2 separate regions of the Mus musculus genome follow, and region 1 is linked to region 2. Evidence: chromatin contacts called from public Micro-C data. All regions are on one chromosome and are shown on one strand. Each heading gives the region's core, a stretch centred on a gene start, on an enhancer-like site or on the middle of the called end of the contact. The rest is flanking DNA. Distances are from core to core; before and after follow the strand shown. Region 1 holds the start of Rnf220 (ring finger protein 220). Region 2 holds the start of Foxd2 (forkhead box D2).

Region 1 (6,966 bases), core at 2,621-5,120, 2.6 Mb after region 2:
ATGCCAGAAGCAAGACAAATGAAGAAGCCGGCTTTTAGAATGTGCAATTATCTGATACTAGGCTGGTGCGTAGCGGTCCGCGCTCTCTGGTGCAAACTAGCCACTTTCGTGTAGAAAAACCGAAAGCCAGACAGAAAGTCCCAACGAGTGAGCGGTTTCCCACCCCTGCCTAGGGTCCGGACCTCTTCCCCGGCTCTGGGGATGGCAGTGCAAAGAAGCAGTGTCGCTGCTACTGCTGGCTGTTGAGAGCCAAACCCACTTGGAAATGACTGCCACAAAGCAAGCTCTTTCCCAGAGCCGAGCTCAGGGCGCCCACCAAACTAGGACTCTGCTGGCAATTAAAATGCACACGCAACGCTTCTCTGCTTATTACAACAGGTGACATTTTTGTGGTCTCTGAATCGTTTCCAAAAGCCATGACTTAAAATAATAGAACAAATTAAACGATATTTTCCTTTGCATAAATAAACTTTTAAAAAATTAACAGGCAACTTAAAAAGCAAAGAACAATGGGAAATGGGGCCAGAATAGCGGGGGGTATTCGAAGAACGAAGGAAAGATTTTTTTTTAAGTTCACAGACTTCGCTTGAAGAGAACCCCCCCCCCCCCGCACACATGCCCAACGGGTATGTGGAAACACCTCCCTAACAGAAATTTTACCACCATATGCAAAGGTTCAGGGAGCATAATGCTAATACAGCTCCCAGGTTAGGGCCGACGCCTGAGAACTGGCTGGGTAGCCGGTGGCACATTTAGACCTAGACCCTGTTCTAGCTTGGCCATCGGATGCGAATCCGCGACAGCCTCACTGGTCCGAGAGCACGCGGAAGCGGGGATGCTGAGCGTGCGGGTGCAGATTTCAGCGATGAAGAGCCTCAACCCAGAAGAAAAATAACTCTTTTAGGGAAAACGAGAAAAGAAGACGGGAAGGAGAAACCTATTAAAAACTTGGGGGTCAGCGCTGAGCCAAACCCACCACACTCCGTGGCCTGACCCCTCTAGCTCCCTGTTGCCTTTGTACAAAGATCCTAACAACCTCCGCTTGAAAACAATTTAACTTTGGGGAACCGAGGCACCAGTCCTGGAAGAAACACAAGCCCGGGAGCTCTGGTCTGAAGGCTCACACGGCCTGGGGACAGGGGCTGAAAGCAGCAGCCTTCGAGCAAAGTCCTAGGACCCGGAGGCCCTACACCGCCCCGCCCCGCGGGTCACCGGGGCGCGGTGGCTGCGAGCCCCTCGGCCGTCAGCCGCCGACTCCTCCACCCCGCTCCGCTGCCCCCGCGGTTCCCGTACTGCGGCAGTGGGGTGCAGCAGGTTGAGGCTCTACGGCTCCCTCAGTCGCTGCCCGGGAGCAACACCCCGAGAACAGGTGTGCCCCCGCTCGCTCGGTGCCGGGACCCAGTGCAGCGCCGCTACCCGAGTCCTCGGATTCCCCCTCCAGGCCCCGGAACGCAGCGATGGAACTCACGCCACTTAGCCCCGGGCTCCGCCGGCCGGGAGGAATCGGAACGGGAAACGCCCGGCGCGCTTTTTCTCCACGCTCTTTTCTGCCTTTACACTTTGCTCATTTTCCCTTTGCGAGAAAAGCCGGGGGGCTGTGTGCAGGGCCCCAGCTAGCTCGGCTGCCCCCCCGGTTCTACTCACTGCCTCCTTCCTGCTAGCCCTCCTTCTATTTTTATTCCCCCCCCCAAAAAAAACCCTAAAATGCGTCTCAGGCGGAGGCCACAGTGGAGGCGGGAGGTAGGTCGTGGCTGCAAGACGTCGTGAGCAGAGAGCGCCTGTGCTTTCCCTTTCAGCTGCTTCTGGGGCAGCGAAGGGGCGCAGGAGAAAGACCTGGGACGACACAGGCCACCCAGACAGAGCCGCGCCCCATCCGGGTGGCCCTGGCCCTAAGCACTCCAGCCACCCGATGTGCGTCCGGCCCCCCCGGCCCAGGCCCCGGGGCCTTGACTAGAGCGGTGACCCGGACCAGAGAAGGCAGTGCGTTCTTAATGGGAAGGGAGAATGTGTCCTCTGCTTTCCAACACCCCGAGACCTCGTCACCTCGGGGCTCCAGCACGCCCTGGCGGGCCACGGTCACCCGGGCCTCGAGCTCTTGCCGGGGATACTGTAGCGCAGGACGAACCTCGCATCCCTAGATGGCCTCGCCACCGTGGGCGGCCTCGCCCGGGGGGCCATACGGAAGCTCTCTGCCCAAGTTTGTTGTGCCCTGGAAGAAAAGCCTTTCTCTTACAAAACACAAAGGCGAAACGCCCAGGCCGAGCCCTGAAAAGCTTCGGGTTGGGGGTGGGGGGGCGGCCGGAGGCTCCGGCGCGCGGTGGCTGGGACGGGCTCCGCCGGGCGGAGGAGGTCGCTCGGCCCCGAGTGACGAGCGCGGCGGCGGTGGCCGCAGGACTGCAGCAACCGGCGTGCTCGCTGAAAAGTTTTGCTCTCAAGTCGGAAGAAGAGAAATTGTTACTCAGTTTAAGGCAGGTAGAAGATGTAAAAAAAAAAAAAAAAAAAAAAAAAAAAAAAAAAAAAAAAAAAAAAAGAAAAAAGAAAAGAAAAGAAAAGAAAAAAAGAAAAAGAAAAAACACCACACACACAAAAAGCAAGCTCGTGATTTTACAAGATCGTCCTCCCACCTCGCTCCTTATAATCGCTGGAAGAGGGGATCCCGCCCCCCCACCCCCAATCCCAGGAGACCGGCACGGAACGCGTTACTCTAAGGCCGGCCAGTCCAACCCAGTGGAGCTGGGAGTTTACCGGTTACAGATAGCACGGTTCACCTCAGTGGCAGCACCTGCCTTCATCCTGCAGGCGGAGGTTTTCCCCATCCCACCCCCACCGCACCCCCCGGCTCTCCTTCTCCATCCTTCACACCCGTCCTCGTCAGGAAAAAGTAAGCCGAGCCTCTGGGGACCCCAAGGCTCCGGAGCCTGCGGGGTACCCCACCGGGTCGGCAATGTGTTGTGCGGCTGGGATCGTTTCTCAACAGATCGCCCCTTTCCTATCCCGCCCGCCGCCTGAGAGTCCCCACTGAGTAACACTCAGACCGGGCCCGCGGAAATCACAGCGGGGTGCACCGGGAAGCCGGGCAGGAGAGCTTACTCGCGGTCGACCCAAACAAAGTGGAAATGGGGCTTATAAAAAGATGGAGAAGTCCTGCTCCCTTCCCCTGGCTATCCCCCTCGCCCTCCCTACTTGTCCAATTCCAGCGTCTGGTCCCTCCCCCTTGCACCCCCCAAATAAAACACATTAAGGAAAACTCAAGACGGAAAGTTTGAGTGAGGCAGCGCACTGAGCGCGCCGGGCACCGACAGCCAAGGAGGCTCGGTCGCCAAGATCTAAGACGCGGCAGTGCAGGTCCCAGTCCCTGTCCCTGTCGCAGGGGAGCCGCCCGAATCCCTGGGAGACCAACCCCGAAAGTTAGCCAGGTTCCTCAGCAACCCGGCCACCCTCGCGCCCACCCCTCTTGTGTACGCACACGCATCCACACCCCTTTCTGGGCTCCGTACTTGCCGTGGAAATTCCTGGGGAGAACGATCGCACTTTTCAGGACACCAAGGTAAGAAGACGGAGAGTGTGGTGCATGAAAAGTCCCGGGTGCGCAGAGCCGGCGGGGGCAGCGGCGGCGGTGGTGGCGGCAGCGGCAGCAGCAGCAGCAGCAGGCGGCTGGCCCCGGGTTTGTGCTCGCGAGCTGCCTGGGATTGCATGTACAGATCAAGAGACTCTGTTGGTGTGAGAGAAGAGCAGTGCTGCCTCTCAGCGCTGGCTCTAATCAGTGAATGAGCCTCCACTCTCCCAGGGACTCGGAGGCGCACACACACGCGCGCGCGCACACACACACTCACACACACATGCACGCACACATTCTCTCACACTCACACACATACAGGCACTCTGAGCACTGAATACATTAGGGTACTAAGGGACTCTGGGAAATGGAGTCCAGACCCCGGGCACTCCGGGAGAGCAGCCCTGGCTGCCCTCACTAGAGGGCTGGATGGTCTTAGGTGGCCCGCCCAAGTGGAAACTAGAGAGGTCTTTTGCCTTTGTTTACATCTCTCCTCCTTTCCCTTCGGAGAAATCTGACTGACCGCGATTCTTTTTTGAACTAAAGTGACCAAGGGGAAATGGCTAAATCTTTTAAGCCTGACGTCAGGGCTGCTCGCTGACCACCAAACCTTGGCTCCAACATAAAACTCTACCCTTTCCCCCCCACCCCCCGCCCCCGAAAGATCCTACCTGCTGTGTAGTGCTTCGAATGTTTAGTGCTTTGAATATTACTTTGGGTCTTTGCCTATAAAAATAAAATTGTAAGTGAATATGAATAAAACTGACATTTAGACAGAGAGGAAAAGGGGCCTAGTTTAACACCCAGATTTGTGAATAAAAATTTCCCTGGTGTCACTGATGTTTATAATATAGTTCTTTCTCTTCAAATTGTTAATTCATGAGGTATAAAAAGATATATTGGGGAAATAGAGAATTAACATTATTGAGAACCTTCTAAGACCCAAGCTATGAGTCCAAATGTCATTCCACAATCTCATTTAGCCCTTTAATTCTGGAGATAATATTTCTAGTTTTTAAAAAGAAGAAACTGAGGCTGGGTTTTGTGACTTACTTCTAGGTACACAGCTAACAGGGAAGGCAGGTAGGCCCCGCTGAGAAGGCAAAGCCCAGCTGAAAGCTAATCCTGGCCTCTGAAGTAATTCCTTTGTTTTGTGGCTTGGTTTCTAAAAAGTCAGGTTTCTCATCTGGAAAAAATTTCTCTTCCCTAGGATACATGAGGATAATCCATCCTGCGAAGAACCTCCCAGGATTATAGTCTAAACCAGAATGAGACCAATATTCCATTCTGATGTGACTTTTTCGTCCCTTTTTCTCATGTTTAACATGTGCTTAAGTTTGTATAGAACTGGGCTCTGTGGTTGATGCCTGTAATCCCAGCACCCAGGAGGCAGATGCAGGAGGACTGCTGAAAGTCCCAGCACAGCCTGGTCTACACAGGGAGTTCTAGGCCAGCCAGGGCTAGGAGTGAGACTCTCAACAAAAGGTACTAGCTAAGTTCCTGTGTGGTGATTACACTTAAAATGTTTAATTAGCAGCTCTTTAAATGAGCAGCTAATAGGCTCACCTAGACTTCTGTGACCATGACTACCTCCATTCACAGGATTCAATTGGCTTAGGGACTTCTAAGCCTCTAGCCATACCAGTCATGCATTGGCACTATTGTTAATTAGACTGCTCTTTTCTGTTGAGTTATAAACGTTATGTGGGCAAGAACTATGCTTGATTTTTTTTTCAAGAGAATCATCTAAGTATCTGACAATGTCAGTATATAGGAGTATTAAAAATGAACAGATACAAGCCAGGCAGTAAAGGCTCTCACCTTTAGCCAGACAGGAGACAGAAGCTGTCAGATCTCTATGAGTTCTAGGTCAGCCTGGAGTACAGGGAGAGTTCCCAGGACAGCCAGAACTATATAGAGAAACTGTCTCAAGAACAAACAAACCAAAACAAATATGCCTTGAATGTGCAAGGCCATGGCTTAGATTAAAACAACAACAACAACAACCAATGACAACAAAACCAAACCAACACCCCCACCACCCCCAAATCCCACAGAACTCCTGTCCCTAAAGAACTAACCATCTAGTCAGGGACCAAAAGAACAGGTTAGAAATCAATGTAGCCACTGCTGTAATTAGGGTGACCATATATCTGTTGACCTGAGAAAAGTTTAATCATAAATGGGCCACTATTACTAATTATGTTGGGGTGACTAGTGAACAGAGGTTATCCTGGGCTGCATGTTGAGATGTCGAACACAAAATACTTCATCCATTAATTTAGCATGTATTTATTGAGCCCTGCCCTGCAGTATGCTGAAAGGACCAGGAGCCCCTTGCATTCCCTGGTAATTGAAATATGAGGCATTCAGCCCCAAGAGATAAGCAGAAGTGAGTCACAGCACAATAGCAAAGCTTTGTGTGCTAACCTGAGGAGAGTGGACCTCATCCCAGAGACACGAGAAACCCTGAGGTGTCCAACACGGTAGTCGTCAGAGGGTGAGCAGCCTGGAGGTAAGACGGCAGACATGGAGACTAGTTGAAAAGTCTGTGGCAGGTGACAGTTGAGAACGCCCCACAGGGGCAGTAGCTGTGTAGACTCTAAAGGCAGATTCAGCCAGACTGAACCGTGTTACCTCGGAAGATGAAAACAGATCCTTGTGGTGGGTTCTCATACTTACATCGCAGGATACTGTTCCTCCTGAGAGACTGCTTTCATTTATTGAGGCAGGATTTTACACTGTAGCCCAGGCTAGCCTGATCTAACTTGTGACCCCCCTGCTTCAGCCTCTCAGATTCCGGGATTGCTGACAAGCACTACCAACCCAGCTTTGTTCTCTGTAATTTGTTGGTTTGTTTTTTTCCAGACAGTGTTTCTTATTGTATAACCTAAGATACTATGAAATTCACTCTGTAGATCAGGCTGCCCTCAAACTCACAGAGATCCTCCTGCCTCTGCCTCCTGAATAGAGAGGGATTAGTAGCCTGTGCCACAGCCTCCAGCTCCTTCAGATCAATTTGTAAAGTTCCTCTAAGAGCCAGGTCACATCTTATGAGTGGACAACCTGTAAGAAGCTCCGTTTCAGCTCAGCTGTCAAGCCAGACGTTTCAGTGACGTTGGCAGTGTTCTGCACCGAGATGCAAATACTTAGGAAGGGGGACAGACACCATCTATAAAGACAATATGATGAAAAACTTAAATGCAAAACAGTAGCAAAACCCTACAATGTGAAACTGAACATCTAATACCTTGTCACTTCACAGGTCACATGTTTGGCAACCTTGGCTCTCCAAAACACAATGAAGCAGGAAATAGGCAGAAAGAGTCCCAGAATAGCCAAAACAAACATGGCCAAGTCTATGTGCTAAAGTTAACACATTTTACCCCTAGGAGAATTCCACAAGCCTT
Region 2 (6,482 bases), core at 1,124-3,623:
CCACCTCTCCAGACCCTCTTCTCCCACCCACTCTCATTGCCTTTAACTACAATAAATATCACAGGGCCTGGGGCAGAGGAGAAGGCCAAGAGGACCGCTAGCCCTGGATGGCTGGGCCTATGGACCACGGGAAAAGCCAAAGAGGGCTTTTTTTAAAATAAAAAATAAAATAAAAAACAGCCAAACACCAGAGAGAAAACATTTTCCTCGGGGAAATGGGCTCTGCGGTTTCTTCAAGGATTGTGGAGACCCCGTTTCACTTCTCTTAGCTTCCCGACTGTGAAGAGCCTGCCTTAGGCTTGGAGGGAACCAGCTTCCTTGAAGAACAGCAAAAGGAACCAAAAAAATTTTTTTTGAAAATTTCTCTTAAGCACAAAGCAGATAACAGATGTCTTTAAATTATAATATTGGATGAGCGGGTCTCAAAGTTGAGGAAGGAATGGGGCAGTGGGTTTTTTCAAGCCATGGGTGATTCTGGCGCGATCCAACAACCGACAGGCGTATCTCTGCCAAAGCATTCTCTGACTGTGAAAGGCGCAAAGGCAAGACACAGAGAAGGTTCCTGCTCTCCTTTTTGATGCTCAAACAGAAAAGCGGTCTCCGCTTTAAACCTATTGCGTAGATCAGGGAGGCCAGGGAGCCCGCTTCGTCCCAACTGCCGGTGACATTCTGAGCTTGCAGCTTGAAGTGCCCGATAACGCGCGACGGCCTAGGTCTGGAGACTCTTCATAAATAGACTCCCTGAATTCCGCTGGGACCGGCCGAGCTCCCCAGAGAGGTTAAGGAGTGAGGGCCTAACTGGCCCGAGCCCGGTGCGGTCAAAAGTGGCAGCCACTGAGGCCCGCGACTTTGCTGGCAAACGAGGGCCCTGAAGACAGGAGTGAGTCCCCTGGGTGCGAGAGGCGGATGTGGCCAGCCACCGGAGTCAGGGCCGGGGCAGTCAGCATGGCCAAGACTTGGGCTTGACCCCCAGGACCTGCGGCTGCGGCGAATGGCGATCCCGGAGAACCGTCGCCGCTGCCCGGGGGTGCGGCCCCGCCACCACCGTGGCCCATGATGTGGTCTATAGAAAAGGAAGGCCTCTGGCCTGTCCCCGCGCCCCCGCCACCCGCACCACCGCCGGCGTCCGTCTTGAGGCCCTGACGCAGGAGTGCAGTGGACAGGCTAGCCGCTGTGCCAGCTGCGGGGGGACTCAAGGACGCGGGGTAGAAAGCCTTGGCGCAACCCAGCTCTGCGCCTAGGAAGGCAGGCAGCCCTGCGGGGCTCGGGCCAGATCCCGGGGCAGGCGCAGGGGCCGGCGCCGAGGCCGCGCTTGCGAAGACCGAGGCCGTCGGAGGTCCGGGAGGAGGCGCCGCGGCGCGGCCCGGGGGAACTGACAGCTGGCAAGGCGCGGTGGCGGCGAAGGCGAAGGCGTGCGGGTGCGGATGCGGGTGTGGGGCCGGGCCCGGTGGAGGTGCACCGTAGGCCGGGAGCGCCAGCCCGTAGCCGTAGCCGTAAGCGCCGTAAGCGGCGAAGCTCGAGAGGAAGGCGCCAGGGTCCCCGGCCGCGGCAGCCCCGCCACGCAACAGCAGCTCCGGGTGAGGATGCGGGTGTGGATGCGGTGGCGGCAGAGGCTGCCGCTTGAAGCGCTTGCGGCGCCGCAGGAAACTGCCGTTGTCGAACATGTCGGCCGACTCCGGGTCGAGCGTCCAGTAGTTGCCCTTGCCCGGGTTGCCCGGCTCGCGGGGGATCTTAACGAAGCAGTCGTTGAGGGAGAGGTTGTGGCGGATGCTATTCTGCCAGGCAGGGAACTTCTCCCGGTAGTAGGGGAAGCGGCCGCTGATGAACTCGCAGATCTCGCTCAGCGTCAGGCGCTTCTTGGGGCTCTGCAGGATGGCCATGGTGATGAGGGCGATGTACGAATAAGGTGGTTTCACCAGAGGGCTCCGTGTCGCCGCGCCCCCCGACGGCGGCCCGGGTCCCGGCCCCGGCCCCGTTGCGCCTCGGGCTGCCTGCACGCCGGGCCCCGGGCTTCCCGCTGCGGCCGCCGCCCCCCGGGGCGCTAGAGCGCGGGGCTCGCAGTCAGAGCAACCTCCCGACTCTTCCTCGTCCTCAGCCACGTCCGCCTCGGCTTCCTCCGGGGGAGGCTCGTGGCCGTGAGGGAGCACGTCCCGAGGGGCGCGGGGCCCGGAGCGGGCTGTGAGCTCCCCCCCACCGCTGCCGCCGCCCACCACGTCTATGTCTGCGTCGGGCTCAGACAGCGCGGCCGGGGAGCTCTCGGAGGACATGATCTCGCAGCAGCAGCTGCCCAGGGTCATGGTGCCGCCGCCGCCGCCGCCGCCTCCTCCGCCGCCTCCTCCGCCGCCGCTCTCCGGCTCCGCTCGGCCCGCGGCTCCGGCTCCGCCGTGCTGCCTCTCCGACCAGTGTGTTTTGCGCGCGGGCGGGGAGGGGGCGGAGGACAGGGAGGGGATGTCCCCTAGCTCCTCAGCGCCCCCTGGTGTTGAAACTCTAGGACTTTCACCCTGCAGGGCGCACCCAACCGGTGCTGCCCCGGGACTAGAAAACCAGGCACTGGAGAAGAGCAGTAAAGCAGCCCGTTACTCGGTCGAATCTGGGCTTCTGGGCCCCTAGACACATAAGTGGGGCTTCAGGAGATTAGTCCCTCCCGCCTGGTGGCAGCCTAAGGCGGAAGAACTGTGGGCCCGGGGCGGAGCTCTCTGGGCAGGGTGGGGCGGGGAAGGAAGGGGGCGGGCAGAGGTCCTCTGCTCCCGGGCCCGGCGGGAACAAACTGCCGCGGTGGCGGGAGCTAGGCTCGCTTGGCTGGAGGCGGGTCATCCTTCTCCTCGCAGCTCCCGCAACCCCGTGGCTCCCTGGAGCCACCACCACCTTCAGTGCGCTCAGTTACTGGAAGTCAAAGCTTATGCCGGCGCAGCTGCATCTGGTGGTGGCAGTGGCTACAAACCTCCTCTCCTCATCTCCCCAAGGCGGCGCCCGGGCCACCCGGGCCGAAGCGCGGATGGATCGCCAGTGAGCCGAGATGGCCAGACCGACGCCGCGGACAAGGACCTACTGGAGGCTAAGGGAGTTCTGGAGGACAAGTGAAGAGAGTGATCCAGAGGAACAAACTCGGGCGCCGGAAGATCCTACTCAGATAGGTGAGAAATGTCTGCGGTGGTCCTCTCTTTCCCCTCCAAGGCCCTGGCCCTGCCACTGTCCCCAGGAAGACCGTCTGCTCTCACTCCTCTTAGTGATTCGTCTCCGCATTCGCCGCATTCTCCGCACACCCACAGGTCCTTAGCTTGGGTTTGCAGGATTGATTTTTTTTTTTTTTTTTTTTTTTTTGTCTCAGCATCTCAATCTTTATAATTGTCTCTCTTGACCCCCGTGCATATCCTGCGGAAACTGAGTTTTCCTGGATGTTTGTTCCTAAGTCTAACAATCCCGCTCTTAATTTCCGGATTTAGAGACTCTTACAACAGAACTCTCACGGAGATGTCCCCCCGAAGAAACTTAACCTCATCCCTGGGCCAGTGTTGCCCTTTTATCTGGGGACTTTCTCCACAGAAGGTTGGTCCAGTATGCTTTTTCTGCTAGCCAGATTCTTTTGCCCATCTTTATCCCTCTTCCCTACTCTTCCTCTAGGACCCAGAAACAAGTTGCTCAGGTTTATACTGAGCCCATTTCAACCTCTTGGGGCTGGAAGGGATTGGGAGAAGGTAAGAACTGGACAGAGGCTGGCTGTTGCCTCAACAGCGCCTCACAGTGGCCAAGGCTCCAGCATAGGGGGCCTCAATACCTGCTGTGCACTCCCAGCGCTCTGTGACCCTCCTTAGGTAACTTCCTTTCAGGGCCCTACTTTCCTGGTGTGCACCGCAGGATTAAGAGCAGGACCGGGGGACTTAAACTGCTGGGATCCCAATTTTGGTTTCACCAGTTTCCAGCTGTCTCACCTGGCTAATTTTAATCTTTTTGCCTGACTCTTCCTCTAAAATAAAATTTAAAACACCTACCTCAAGCCTGACACGATGGTTAGCCCTTGCTTAAGTAACTTCAGCATTCAGAATGCTGAGGCGGGAGGTTTGCTTCAAGTTCTAGGCCAGCCTGAGCTTCAGATGAGACCCTGACTCAGAATCAAGTAAGTAAATAAAGTAAGATGAATTTACCGTGTGACCAATATGTAAAGGTAGCCATCGAAGGCCACTGATTGCGTAGACTCTGGGTGCCCTATTCTCTGGGAGGGAAGGTGGTCAGGGAAAATGTGGTCTCCCACCTTGTAGTACCATCTACAGTAACATCTCTAAACCATGTGCTGAAATGTGTGTGTGTGTGTGTGTGTGCGCGCATGTGCGCGCATGGAGGGTATGTGGAGGATAAACTGGGAGTAAGGCAGTGAGGAGGAAATTTGCTGAATGTAAGCAAAATGTAAGGATGGGTGAACCCCTTTATCTAACTGCAACCTTCATTGATGAAGGCAGGGATTCTCCAAGCCCCCTCTGGAACCTCTGAAAAAGGGGATCACTTAGTGTGTTGGGTCTGCATAAACCAAGTATTCCTGGGGAAAGGAATAGGTCCAGCACTCAAAACAGGGACAGTAAATTGAACAGACTAGTGGCCCTGGAAGTGGAATGTTCTGGCAACCACTTGCATACTTCAAGTTTGCTTTGCTTAATGGAGTACCCTCTCTCCCACGAGATTCCACTCAGATACTCCACACCACCAACCACATCCTTACTCCTCCCCAGCTCGTCTCTGCCAGCATCCCAATAAGTAAAGAGAAAACTAACATTGGGGGGCTGGTGAGATGGCTCAGTGGGTAAGAGCACCCGACTGCTCTTCCGAAGGTCTGAAGTTCAAATCCCAGCAACCACATGGTGGCTCACAACCACCCGTAATGAGATCTGATGCCCTCTTCTGGTGTGTCTGAAGACAGCTACAGTGTACTTACATATAATAAATAAATAAATCTTTAAAAAAAAAAAAAAAGAAAACTAACATTGGGCATCATCTAATCTGTTTCACCTTCACTTCGAAATTGGCAAACCCATGAATAATCTTTTGCTTTTCCGGGACCCTCCTGATATTTCAGACTCCAGCTACATGTTCAGCTTCGGGGTAAGGCTGGCTAAAGCAGATGTTTCTCAGACCTCCTTTAGGGCTACCAGCTCTTGCTGCCAGCCGCTACACTCTTGTCCTGCCACCCATTCGCTGAGACTGAAACTCTAGCTGGGAAAAGCAGTCTAAGAACCCCCCAGCTTCTATTCTTCAGTGCAGTCGTGGGGCACCTCCTTAAAGAATCATCCAAACTTAACACTAACAAGAATGGAAAGAAAGGGCCAGGGCAGGATATTGCTTGCCAGATATTTGAGGTGTTCTACCTTATAGCCCACCCACCCCAGAAATCTCCTCTTTATCCAAATAATTGCTTTCCAGGACCCACCTTGCCTAGGGGGAGGTTAAGCCCCAGAAGCCTCCGTCTGTCTCACTGCTTAGCCACCCAGATTGAGCAGCCTGGAACAATTGAGAGTAGAACATACTCCTGAGGAGATGGTGTGTCTATTGCAGGGTCTTTCATTACAAAATGTTTTTTTATAACCGGCCAGGAGTTGTGCTCATTGCGATGTATATGTGGTTCCCACTGGCTTCTAAACCATCTACCTCTCCTCCAGCTTCTCTTAAGAGCCCCATGGAGAAGCCATTTTGTGGATCTGGGAAAGAAAAGCCCTCCTGAGATTGTATGGATATAATTAAGTCAGTGGCGAAACTGCTAAAGTTGAACTGCTGACGGGCAAGTTTGTCTCTAGACTCTGAAGAACATAGCCTGCAGTCTTAAGAGTTTGGAGCTTGAAGAGGACCCTGGCCCGCTCCAGGCACTACTAGCCTGTGAAAAGAGGCAGGAACTAAATAGGGCGTACCACGTCCATGCTCTTTTACAATTTTATTTACCAACCGGCTAACCTTGGGGAAAGCTGCAGAGCCTATGCTAGCCCCCTCCCCCTCTCCAAGAGACTACAGCCCCGTTTTGAGATCTAAAAAACAGCTGCTACAACTCCCATCTCTAAACCTGCTTTGGAATCTAAGTTTCTCTTAGCTGAATTTGGAGGCAGAGACTCAAGATCCTGTCCCACAAAGATGGACTTAAAATGGCCGGGGCCCTAGACACAGAGATGAAAGATAGCTGAGATTCCAGTGTGTGCATCATGATTTCAGCAGCCCAACCCCAGCCGCCTCTGCTCTATCCCACAGCTAGGGCGACATCCTTTTCCTCTGGTTCCACCACTCCTGGTCAAGGACCCCTCAATCCACAGACAAAGTAGTGGGAGGTTTGCTTAAGCGCCTATGACCTACTCTGCGGCAGCTGCAGCGGGCGGCGGTTGGGACCAGAATAAGCTACGGATCCCGAATCCCGGTCGGTCGCGGGAAGAGGGTTGGGAGCTCAAGAGAGGGTAAAAACAGCACCACCCCCAAACCGCGGAGCGAAGGCGCCTGCTTAAGGTATCCGAAGA

Evidence for each region. Hi-C and Micro-C count contacts between places; a contact is called where the count stands out from the background.
Region 1: a Micro-C map of embryonic stem cells shows a contact between it and region 2, with 5 times the contacts expected there. The contact joins the promoter of Rnf220 here to the promoter of Foxd2 in region 2. A contact is called at or near these places in 1 of 39 promoter capture datasets (hippocampal neurons) and 1 of 484 Hi-C or Micro-C datasets (embryonic stem cells).

The regions. Positions count from the first base shown.
Region 1 is chr4:117,493,182-117,500,147 of GRCm38.p6, forward strand. Rnf220 (ring finger protein 220) reads right to left here and starts at 3,871. Exons shown (of 15, transcript NM_025739.3): 1 at 3,502-3,871. It overlaps Gm12827 (a long non-coding RNA gene), which reads left to right and starts at 2,556. Exons shown (of 5, transcript XR_868034.2): 1 at 2,556-3,547.
Region 2 is chr4:114,906,525-114,913,006 of GRCm38.p6, forward strand. Foxd2 (forkhead box D2) reads right to left here and starts at 2,374. Exons shown (of 1, transcript NM_008593.3): 1 at 1-2,374. The coding sequence starts at 2,297. The coding sequence ends at 819. Foxd2os (forkhead box D2, opposite strand) reads left to right here and starts at 2,733. Exons shown (of 4, transcript NR_030721.2): 1 at 2,733-3,134; 2 at 5,646-6,482.